Linked DNA regions of Zea mays: region 2 is linked to region 1. A link is a contact called in public Hi-C data. All regions are on one chromosome and are shown on one strand. The core of a region is the stretch at or near the end of the contact, and the rest is flanking DNA. Distances in the headings are between cores, read along the strand shown. Region 1 holds the start of LOC100273970. Region 2 holds the start of LOC100501498.

The links. A called contact is a pair of places that touch in the nucleus more often than the background predicts.
Region 2: a Hi-C map of tassel shows a contact between it and region 1, with 2.5 times the contacts expected there. The contact joins the promoter of LOC100501498 here to the promoter of LOC100273970 in region 1. A contact is called at or near these places in 2 of 25 Hi-C or Micro-C datasets (leaf and tassel).

The regions. Positions count from the first base shown.
Region 1 is chr8:97,989,601-97,995,456 of Zm-B73-REFERENCE-NAM-5.0, reverse strand. It overlaps LOC100273970, which reads right to left and starts at 4,173. Exons shown (of 4, transcript NM_001148357.2): 1 at 3,856-4,173; 2 at 3,362-3,727; 3 at 2,818-3,262; 4 at 1,932-2,712. The coding sequence starts at 4,056. The coding sequence ends at 2,624.
Region 2 is chr8:98,553,235-98,559,084 of Zm-B73-REFERENCE-NAM-5.0, reverse strand. LOC100501498 reads left to right here and starts at 3,744. Exons shown (of 1, transcript NM_001322947.1): 1 at 3,744-5,541. The coding sequence starts at 3,814. The coding sequence ends at 5,442.

The sequences.
Region 1 (5,856 bases), core at 2,924-5,423:
GGCCGTTCTTTTACCGCGGAATGGAGCCCGAGAATAATTCCTATCCGAATTGTTTCTCTAATTTATATAAGTTTTGATTATCTAGAATAATTTCTGGTGTATTCATGTGCAAACGAACGGGGCCTAACTGCTTTTCTTGCTACCTCGAGCTTTTCTTGGCGTCTGCGTCGGCGTCGGCGAGGCTAGATGCGAAACGGACGATTGGTCGTGGCCGGTGGGTGGAATTGGGATGCAGGTGCAGGGGACCCAAAATATATATATATATATATATATATATATATATATATATATATATATATATATATATATATATATATATATATATATATATATATATATATATATATATATATATATATATATGCCGGTGTGGGCCCGTGGCTGGCTGGTCCAACAGCTAGCAACAGCCCGGCAAACCGCTGGCGGACGACGAACTGTGACGCTGGTCCTTAGATCGGAGATCCAGGGCATGCATATGCATATGCATACCTAGGAACGAACCACCTTTCTTTCTCCTTCAATTTGTCGGCGTGGTGGGGGCGAGCGACTGCTGCCTTCACAATGTCTTATCTTCTACGTACTAGCTAGCTCGCTTCACGTGCGCCTTGCTAGTACACGCTAGTTTAACGGCGCTCTGGCTCAGCTCAGCTCAGGGCCTCGGTAGCTAGCTGGTGCACCAGCCAAACTGTCAGATAAGTGCCGGACAGTGACGTGGCACTTGGTCGCCACGATAGGTAAACTACACCGAGCAACGAGCGTACGATACGAGCCTAGGAGTACAGTCTAACAGCAGCAGGATGGGATGCTACATGTGTCCATTCTGGCTGGCTGGTACGCTAGCCGTTCAGCCTCCCTCACTCACCCCCAGCCCACCCCGACGCGCTGCTGGTCGCCACGCACCGGGCACGACAGCTGAGCGAGCCGCGGTGGTGGCCCTCCGTCTCAGCTCACCCAACACACCACCACCGACCCCACGTGAGGGGCCACGTGGGCGACGCGACGCAGGTTGCCCGCCGGCCCAACCCAACCAGCTCGGACGGCCAACCCGCCTTTCCAGCCAGCGATCTCAAACCAGCGGCGGGAGCAACAGTACCTGCCCACAGTTGAGTTAGCGGCAGCAGCACCACTAGCTGCACGCCACCGTCATGAAGCAAAGCAGCCCTCCCGAAAGTGGCGAAAGAAGATACTACTCCTGCCTGCGTGAGGAGTGAGTTTAAAAATTGCGGGTGGAGGGTACCGTGCGGTTTACCCTAGCGGGAAAAGGATCGTCGTAGCCCGCCGAGGCAAGGGAGAGATAGAAGGCCACTTTGAGGAGCTCCATCTGTTCGGTGCGAAGTGCATGGAGAAGGCACCGAGTCGGGCAGTCGGCAGCAGCCAGACACCCGGAATGCGTGCGAGCGGGCTTCAAAAATCAAACCAGTCTGGGGGCGAAAGGCCAGAGCCACCTGTTCTCTCTCTCTCTCCGCGGATAAGCCCTCCCGCTCCCGCCAGCCAGGTTTGGGCGGGCGCAAGCCCGAAAACCAACAAGAAGCGTCCGTCCTTCTCGGGGGATCCATCCAAGCAGAGACGGAGATCAGAGATGTGATGGTAGCAGGAGATGCAGATGCCATGGGGGCCCACACCCCCGGGCCAGATTCTTCGGCGGTTAGGCACCGGACCGGACAGGCGACCGCTGCTCAACCTCACTCGCATGCGTAATCACCAACCAACCAAAGGGTGGAAGGCTAGAGACTGACTTGATTAAGACATGGATGCACCTTACTATTAAGCACCGGAAATTCCAAATATTAATGTACCACCATGCCTCGGGGCAAGTAGTACACATGATGATTAATAATCAGCCCAACTTTGCGGCTGTTGGCACTGCAAGCCTGCAACCAGCGGCGGCTGATAATAAGCAACTACTAGTAAACCACCACTTCATCACTTGTAACCAAAGTCAAGGGACACTTTTTACTGCTACTACTAGCTACCACTGGTACAGGCACAGCACAATACAAACCAATAAATGCTTTCATAATACACTCTAGGCTAAAAGCAAACGCCCTTATTCATGGAGCCCACGGCAAGCTTCTTTTCCAAGTAAAAAAGAAAAGTTGCAAAACAGGAGAGAGGGGTCCGTGCTGGTAGCGCCCAAAGCAAGCAAAGCCAGCCACTGATTGGGCGCATGGGAGGGAAATGACCTCTTATTTGCTTTTCATCTCAGAAAGAAAATCATCCAACACTTGCTATGCAGGCTCTTCTTGCATCAGCTAAGACCTCTCTCTCTCTAACCACTTATTATTTGTTACACTTCCCCCAAACCACCGGACGACATTATGGGTTTTCTTCACTGCTCGTCAACCTCCCCCAGCTTTCCGTCCACACCAAAAATAAAACGAATGTATCACCAGATCCGAAACGAACAGACCTAACAATGATGCTAACGCTGCTACTGCCTTCCTAACTCTGCCTGCTAACACACTACCTAACAAAAGGTACCCAAGCTAGTTTCTTCGATTATTAGGATCAACAGGACTGCCGGCCTCCAAACGAAAGGGGGGCGGGGGTGTTGTCGACGGAATCTTGGCGGCTCCATTCCCGTCCGCGTCCCCCCTCCAAGTCCAGCCGGCGACTGGACGACTCAGGTACTTCTGTGGCACACTGCCGCAGCGGCAGCCGCGCGGCGCTTCTGGCTCGCGAGCATGGCGTTGCTCCGGCTAATCAAGGCGTCTGCATGCAACGGAACGAAGAGCCCGGCGTCAGCAAAAACACGCGCCGTTTTGGACACTCGATGGAATCTATCTATAGCGACGACGAGACGGGTTTTTGGCTAACCGTGATCGAGAACGAAGCCGCCAGGGTAGTAGCGAGGCTGGGCGCCGAGGTCTTCGAGCCTGAGGTTGAGGGCCTGGACGACGCGAGCGGGGACAAGGACCGTCGAGCACGCCCCCGCCGTCTTCCTCTTGGGCTCCGCCGCGGGCGCGCCGGCCGGCCTCGGGAGGAACACCCCGGTGCCGTTACGCTCGCGCTTGGCGCCAGGCGGGGTCAGGAACACGGCGCGCATGCCGGAGGCAGGATGCGCCGGCGCCTGGTGCTGCTGCGGCGGCGGCGGTGGCGGTGGCTTCTGGAGCGGAGGCCACGCCGCCGGGTTCAGGCCAAGCGGCGCGTCGCCTCCGCCGCAGCCGACGGGCTTGGCACAGGCGCTCTGGCGCGCGCTCCACGCGGCGAGATGGCGCTGCCTCTGCAGCTTCAGCAGCTGATGCTGCTTCAGGAGATGGAACTGCAAACCGACGCGGTGGGGTGGGGAGCGTCAGGGCAACAGAACAAAGCGGTGGACGGTGTAACTTAAGAATCTTGGGCGAGAGGACAAAACACGCACCTGAGCAGCCTGCATCTGCCGCTGCGAAACCAAGTGCGCGAGCGGGTGGTAGTGACCGCCGGCGCCGGCAGGGACCTTGGCGGAGGGCGGAGCGATCTGCGGCGGCGGCGGCGGCGGCGGGGATGGCTTGCTGAAGGCGTATGCGTTGGCCGGCACCTGCACCGGCACGCTGCTGGCGGCGCGGATGCGCGCGACCTGCCCCGCCGCCTCGTACAGGACGTCCCACGGGTCGGCCGGCTTCTGCTCCAGAGGCGGCGACGACGGCGGCGACGTCCCCTTGGACGCCCCGCCGTTGGGGCTCTCCTGGCCCGACTTGGGCAGCCCGCACAGCGTCGACTGCGGCGACCCAATCACCGCCACCTCCGCCTGCTGCCGCACAACAAGAAGGCAGGGTCAGAAATTCCGCCACGCGACGCGACACGCAGACGCAGCGCAGCGCAGCGCAGCGCAGCAGAGCAGAGCGACCCGGTGCATGCAGAGAGAAGAGAAGCAACCTTGGCGGTAGGCGGCTTCCGCTCCCCGTCGTCGCCGAGGAGGCCCGCGAGCCTGCGCGAGAGCCCCGCCAGGCTGTCCTCCTCGTCGCTCTCGCTCCTGGCCGCCACGGCCGCCTTCTCCTCCTCGGAGAAGAAGTCGTCGTCCAGGAACTCCTCCGGCAGCCAGAACTCGTCCCCGAGGTCCGAACACTCCGTCGACATTTTTCCGCCGGTGGTGGGGAGCAGCGCCCGGGACCTGCAGCGGCGGGGGTGGACGGGCTGGAGAAGGCGGCGTGCTTATCAGCGAAAAGAGGTGGGACGGGCGAGAAAGAGAGTGTGAGGCCGGAGGGAGAATGTCGATGGACGGCGAGGGGCTGTGTTAAATACGGCCGAGGCCGAGGCCGACGCTTTGGGCTCTGCTCTTATATAAAAAAAAAAAGGAGGAGAAGAATTGAATAGTTCGGCCCGGGAATCATTTTTTCTTTTCCAGCCGTTTTTCGCCGGTGCAATTCGTCGGCGTGGGGCTCACAGTCCAGTCTGAGACACGCCGTAGCAAGCAAGCGAGCAAGCTCCCGCGTCGCCCGCCAAATGCCTCTCGCCCCGTTGTTTTATTGCGCGTATTTCTTCCGGCAACGGGATGGGATGGCCGGACGGCTGGTGGAAGAGTACGTACACTATTGTAGTACAGAAGTTGGAGCAGTTATTATTGTGGCTTTGTGGGATGGGTATGTGTATACGTACGACTAACGTCCCCGTGTGTTTTGGATCTTTTTTTTATCTATACACCGTGCGTCATGTCAGTGCCACTCTACCCACTCCGTCATGTCAGTGTCCCCGTTGTTTTTGTCAGCGACGTCAAATGGTGGTTGAACTAATTTTTAGAACTCGCTTCTGGGCTGTATTTTCCTCGACAATTTTTTCCAGGAGGAGGGGGGAGGGAGTTACGGATGGTTAAATAATCTCTACTAACTATTAAGTCCTTAATGTAGACCGCCCCCGCCCAACCTCCGGAAACCTCGCCTCCGCAAACCACCGCGAGAGCCATGTCCGCCGAAAACCCAGCCGCAAACCGCTCGTCCGCCTCGCTGTGATGCCCGCCCGTCCGCAAACCACCGACCGCCGCGATCCTCAAGCCCGCAAATCCCTCCGCGAATCTCGCCGCAAACGTCGCAACAGCCGCGAACCGCCCGCTGCATGCCGCACGCCCAGCCGTGGAACCCCGCAGCCACCCCCGAGCAAACCCCGCCGCGTCCCCAAGCAATCCCGAGCAAGCCTTTGATTTTCTACTCCTCGGCCGCAATTCGTCCGTCGTGGCCCCGAGCAAGACCTACCTAAACCCGCACATGCCGCGACCTGGGGATTAGGGTTCAGGACGGGGACGTAGACGGCGGCGGCGAGGTGACCGCGCCGCCGCAGCACCTGGTGTTCGCCTACTACATCACCGGCCATGGCTTCGGGCACGCCACCCGCGCCATCGAGGTCCGCCGCCGCTCCCTCCGCCCGCTTGCGGCTTGCCTGCCTGGTGCCGGCGCGTACCGTTTTCTGACCCCATCGTCTCCAGGTGGTGAGGCACCTGGTCGCCGCGGGGCACGACGTGCACGTGGTCACCGCCGCGCCCGAGTTCGTCTTCACCACCGAGATCGCCTCCCCTAGCCTCCACATCCGCAAGGTCCTGCTCGACTGCGGCGCCGTCCAGGCCGACGCCCTCACCGTGGACCGCCTCGCTCGAGAAGGTTTGTTCTTTTGGGCTCTGCTCTGTAGTTTGCACACACAACTCGATCGCCCCCCTTCGTTTCTCTGAGTTCTTAATACTGGTGCGCGGAGTGCAGTACCACCAGACGACCGTGGTGCCCGGGGAGTCCATCCTCAAGACCGAGGCAGAGTGGCTCAACTCCATCAAGGCCGACCTTGTGGTACCAATACTATGATCACTGATCGTTACCAGTTCCTGTTGTCACTCTTCTGTCTGAACATCTCTGCACACCAAGTAGAGCTTAACTGAACCCATTTGAGCTAACGCTG
Region 2 (5,850 bases), core at 2,495-4,994, 560 kb before region 1:
CAAAATCAATTTGTAACCCTCGTCCTATAAATTTGGAATAGGCTTATATCTAAACTTTGAAAAACGGTAGAACGTCAAATTCCAAACCAAATGACCTAGTATATTAAGTATATTCCAGTTTATTTAAAATAAATGGATCTAAATGGCCCATAAGAGCAAAGCTAAAACACCTTATATTTGAAATGGAGCAAGCATAGATTCCTAAATACAGGGCTTGCTTTTCATGTTCTTTTGAGATATTTGTTTGTTCTGTTATGGTACTGTTCATCGGTACTAGTACTCTTAGCTGAGATCTATCCTCATGTCAGGTTCAATACTTCTATCACAGGTTGAGCCTATAGAAGTTGATGCGTACTTCTTACATCCTTAAAAGAATAAAAATATCAGCTAGAGTAGTTTACTTCTAATCAGATTTCTAGATTAAATTTTTAGTGAATGACATTTATATTTGAAGTTTTTAATTAATTTATTATAAAAATACATATTGTAATAATTCTGTTTATATCTAGTTGACTTCATAAATAGCAATAGTTTTAGCTATAATTAGAAAAAAAAATACTAGAATCTGACACTGTGCTAAAATTAACTCTTATCTTGTACCGTCAAGGTTATATGTCACTCCAAGACGCGAAAAACTGCACACCGACCATAATCATTAATCACGCGACCAGCCATTGGTCAGATGCGGATCTGCCATGTCAAGGTTATCCAACCTGGCCATATCGCCCCCGCCTTCTAGAAGGCCATATGTTGCCTCCTCGACGACAGACGGTCTCATTCTTTGTGGAGTGCTCTGAGTTTTATCAAATATTTTTTGTCGAGCACTTAGCAAAATCACTCTCGATAATAACTCCGTTTATCGAGACTAAAACACTTGACATTGCTAGACACTCGATAAAAACCTCTTTGACGAGTGTTACACGCTCGGTGAACGGTGACACTCAGCAAAGGGACGTCAGCAGCCGTCTATAGCCAACGACCGTTACCTTTGCCAAGTGTCAGACGTTGGCACTCGACAAAGAAGTTACTTTGCCGAGTGTCGTCCGGGCGACACTCGCCAAACTATGCTTTGTCGAGTTCCTACATTGGACACTCGGTAAAGTGTATTTTTATTTTTCGAAACAAACTTTTTGTGGTTTGTTCCTACATTATATAGACCTATGTGTTCCATTTTGGCACAATTATAAAAGTGTTTGCTATAACTATTAGATTTTGTTCTTTTAATTGAATTTACTCGAATAATTTAGATTTGAATTGCAAGTCACTCGAAAAATGAAAAATCGTGATAGCGAAAATGATATCCATGTTATTTAGCACAAGTTACGACTGATTTAAGGGGCGAACCAGAATTTTCGAGCACTATGCTCATGTTACATGACCGTGAACTTACGATCAAGTTGTTTAAAAATTGTATAAAACACAAACAAAGTCAGAAAATCATAAAACTTGCCCATATGTCATTATATCATATGTAGAGGCTATGATAAAAATTTAAGAATGTTTCGAAAAAGTGTGACACGCTATGTATAGAAATCTAGCCGGTCTACGTTAAAGCCGTTGTCGATGCAAACACTTTTATAATTGTCGAGACCCGAAAAAAATACTCGCATAAAAGCCGTTGTCAATGTACAGTTCGTCGAACTTTCTTTGTCAATTATCATACTCGATAAAGTTTTTGCCAAGTGTTTATCAGACTTTGTCGGATGATTTAAATAGTGATTTAGACACTCGGCAGAAGCTGTTTCCGGTAGTAAGATGACACGCCAACCATTGCAGCAACGAGCAAGTAGTACGAAGTACTAATAATGTGGACTTGTCTTCTGCCAGTTGCATACAAGATATTTCTTCACCTTCGCATCCAAGCGCGCGGTTCTAAGGCCAAGTTCGCTGCAGCCTGCCACCAAATCGATTGGTTTCCAGGTTCGCAGTATCTTCTCGCCGGCTGTTGCTGTCCTAGGCCGGCCAATGTAATGTGTCTCCCCCGGCGGGGCTCGTGACAGTGCCGGGGACCGACGGAGGTGAGGGATCGGGCCACCGGCCACCTGCGTGCTGTTGGCTGTCTCGCAGCTTTGTTGCCGGGGGTACAGACGTACAGTAAACATGGTAGGGCAGCCTCTGCGCCATGGCTGGCCTGTTGGCCGTTGTCGCACCTATAATTCACTAATTTTAAACTTTGCAAAAGTCATCGTCATATCCATTGTCTCTACAAATTCCACCAAATAAATTGCATCTAGATTTAACATAATATCAAAACTAATGATTCAGATCGTTGGATATTTCTCATTTCCTTTCTCACTAAAATCCAGTGAACAATATTATTTAGATCTCCGGCGTTAGCACATGCTATATGCTAGTATTTACCATGTTTGGGAGAGGCTGACAGGCCACAGAGTAGAGATAGCAATAGAGAATTCCCCGTCGGAGAATACCACCCATCTCTGTCCATGTGACTAAAAAAAATTCCCCACAGGGGTCCCACAAACACTTACAGGGAAGGTTTCTTTCCCATCTCTGTTCTCTTAAATTATAATTATGATATACATTATTTATTATTAATATAAAATATTATCACTTAATATAAAAAATCATTATATGTACATTAAAATAAACACATCTGTACAATAAGTAATCTTCTGATAAGATAATTATTTAATTTTATTAATAACTATTACATAAAAACATGGTCACATACAAATTTAATATATCACGCGAAGAACGAGGATGAAGAATTTTTCCCGTCCCATCTCTGTTTACGGAGAACAGTTTTTTCCCGTTTATACCCTCGCCAGGAGGTAAGAAACTTTTCTATTCTTATTCCCTACTAGATAAATTCCTTGTGGAGAATCAGGAATCAGGTCCATTGCCATCAGAGGTGCAAAACATCAATGGCTGTGCTACGTAGAAGCGTAGTGACACTGACTTCCTAGGCTTCATGACAGCAGGCCTCATATTCGGACAGTTTGTTCCGTGGGTGGCACTGGCACTCAAGGCCTAGTTTCCCCAGAAAACATGGCGCAGGATACCTCAAAATTGTGGCCTGGTTTATGGGCTCATCACAATTGGGTTACAACTTGCCCAGGTTAGCCAGGGACGGCCCGATGGGACAGCAACGCGCGCAGGTGTCAGATCGGTAAGCCCATAAACACGGTGCTTCCTCGCGGGTGCGTCGTCGTCGTTCACTTGCGCCCGGCCGACACCCTGTCACTACAAGCAGCGTGCGGCACCCTAGTGGCCTTGTACAGCGTACCATCCACGAGCGGACGAGCCACCAAACCCGACGTCGAGCTCCCTCCGTCTCCGACGCAAAGCTGTGGCTCCGCCGCTTCCACGCCGCGCGCGCGGGTGGAGCCTGGGGCCTCGGGGCCGTGTGCCATGTGCGCTGCCACCCGCCGCGGCTGCCGCGAACCTCGGCCGCGCGTGGGCGCTGGCCCCCGCGGGTGGCGCTGTCTGATGGCTGTCCGGTGCTCTGCTTCTGCTCCGTGCTTGCTCTCCCCGTGTCCCGCACGGCCACGGCCACGGCCAGCCCCGTGACAGCATGACAGCAACGCCGCACCGTCGCGGGGATACTAATATTTCCCGAGCCCTGGCGCCTTGTGGCGGCGCGGTGGACCACGCGACAGCCCGCACGAGGGGCGGTCGTGTAGCACGTGCGTGCAACAGCCGTTCCACACCCGGTTCGGCTAGGTGCAGATCCTCGACACTACTTGTGTTTGGTTCGGTCTCCGGTGAGCAGTGAGCTTCAACTCCATCATCGGTAGCCTCAAGCTGAAGCTCCATGCAAATGGGCCCAAGAATACGACGCGAACAGGCGAGATGCAGATGAACAAGTGCATGTGCACGGATCCAAGCTCTCTGGATGCCTTGCCTTGCCTATATAAAGGTCCGCAGCACCACACATCACCACACACTTCAATTACGATTATTCCAGATAAGCACGATCCGATGATGGCCCCACCGATATCCGCCGATGCCTTGGTGGAGGCTGCCTCGGCCGTCGCCGCGTACCCAGCCATCGCGCCGAACAGAATGCTTTGCAAGGACGCGCCGGCGCCGGCCATCTCTGTCGTCTCGAAGCAGACGGTCCGGCCCGCCGGCGCGTCGGCGGCGGTCGGCAGTGGAGACCTCAGGCTCTCGGTGTCGGACATGCCGATGCTATCGTGCCACTACATCCAGAAGGGGCTGTTCTTCCCGCCGCCTCCTCCCGGCGTGCTGGCGGCCTCGCTGGTGTCGTCGCTCGTGGCGGCGCTCTCCCGCGCGCTCGGCGTCTTCCCCGCGCTCGCCGGCCGCCTCGTCACGCTCCACGACGACAGCATCGTGATACGGTGCGGCGGCGACGACGCCGCCGTCGAGTTCTACCACGCGGTGGCGCCGTCTCTGTCGCTCGGCGACTTCCTGGTGCCCGGCGCCGACGTGCCGACCCGTTTGACGAACGGCCTGTTCCCCATGGACCGGACGGTGAGCTACGGCGGCCACGGCCGCCCGCTCACGGCGTTCCAGCTCACCGTGCTCGGCGACGGCGCCGTGTTCGTCGGCTTCGTCGCCAACCACGCCGTCGTGGACGGCACCTCCTTCTGGCACTTCTTCAACACGTGGGCGGGGCTGTGCCGCGGCGCGCCGGTCCGGGAGCCCGACTTCCGCCGCAACTTCTTCGGCGACTCCACCGCCGTCCTACGCTTCCCCGGAGGCGCGAGCCCCGCCGTGACGTTCGACGCCGACGCGCCGCTCCGCGAGCGGATCCTCCACTTCAGTGCTGCCGCAATCAGCGAGCTGAAGGCGACGGCCAACCGCTCGAAAAGAGCAGGTCAGGAAGCCGAGGCTAACGGCAAGCTCGCGCACGACGACTCCAGACTTGAAGGGCGTTCCGGTGAAATCTCGTCGTTTCAGTCGCTGTGCGCGCACATCTGGAGGGCGGTGACGCGCGCGCGCCGGCTGCTGGCTGCCGACAAGACGACGACGTTCCGCATGGCCGTGAACTGCCGGCACCGTCTGCGCCCGGCGATCTCCCCGCTCTACTTCGGCAACGCGATCCAGAGCGTGGCGACGACGGCCACCGTAGCCGAGCTGGCGTCCAACGACCTGGGCTGGGCGGCCGCCCGGCTGAACGCCACCGTGGCGTCGCACAAGGACGGCGCGATCCGGCGCGCCGCGGCGGAGTGGGAGGCCGCGCCCCGTTGCTTCCCGCTAGGCAACCCCGACGGGGCGGCCCTCACGATGGGGAGCTCGCCTCGGTTCCCGATGTACGACGGGAACGACTTCGGGTGGGGCCGCGCGCTCGCCGTGCGGAGCGGCCGCGCGAACAAATTCGACGGCAAGATGTCTTCGTTCCCCGGACAGGCTGGGGACGGTAGCATCGACGTGGAGGTGTGCCTCGCGCCAGACACCATGGCGCATCTCCTCCTCGACAAGGAGTTCTTGCAGTACGTGTCCTCCCCTGCACCGTGAGGCGGTGACAGAGTGAATGTGTGGCTTGTTGCTGCGCAGCTACATATAGTAACTGGATTTGTACCCTTTCAGCAGATATCAAGTGCTTGCCAACTTTAATGAGTTTGAGTGACCATGTAGATGTAGAGAGGCTGTTCTGCTGTTTCCTTCGTGATGCCGTTGTAGGCTAGCAGCACTAGTTATGGCTTCCGAGCAGGTGTGGCAAAACGGTTATGACTTATGATAGACGGATATGGTTTTTAGGCTCCTTTGTGTTAAGTAACCCTAGTTAGGGTTATGTGCACAAATACTTGCTTTGTCCCTGAGGGGTCTCACCTCTCTATATAAGGAACCTATACACCCCCTCATAATACAGAGAAGAGAAAGAGGCCAGAGGTCCAACCCTATATCATGTGTCTCATGTGTTAC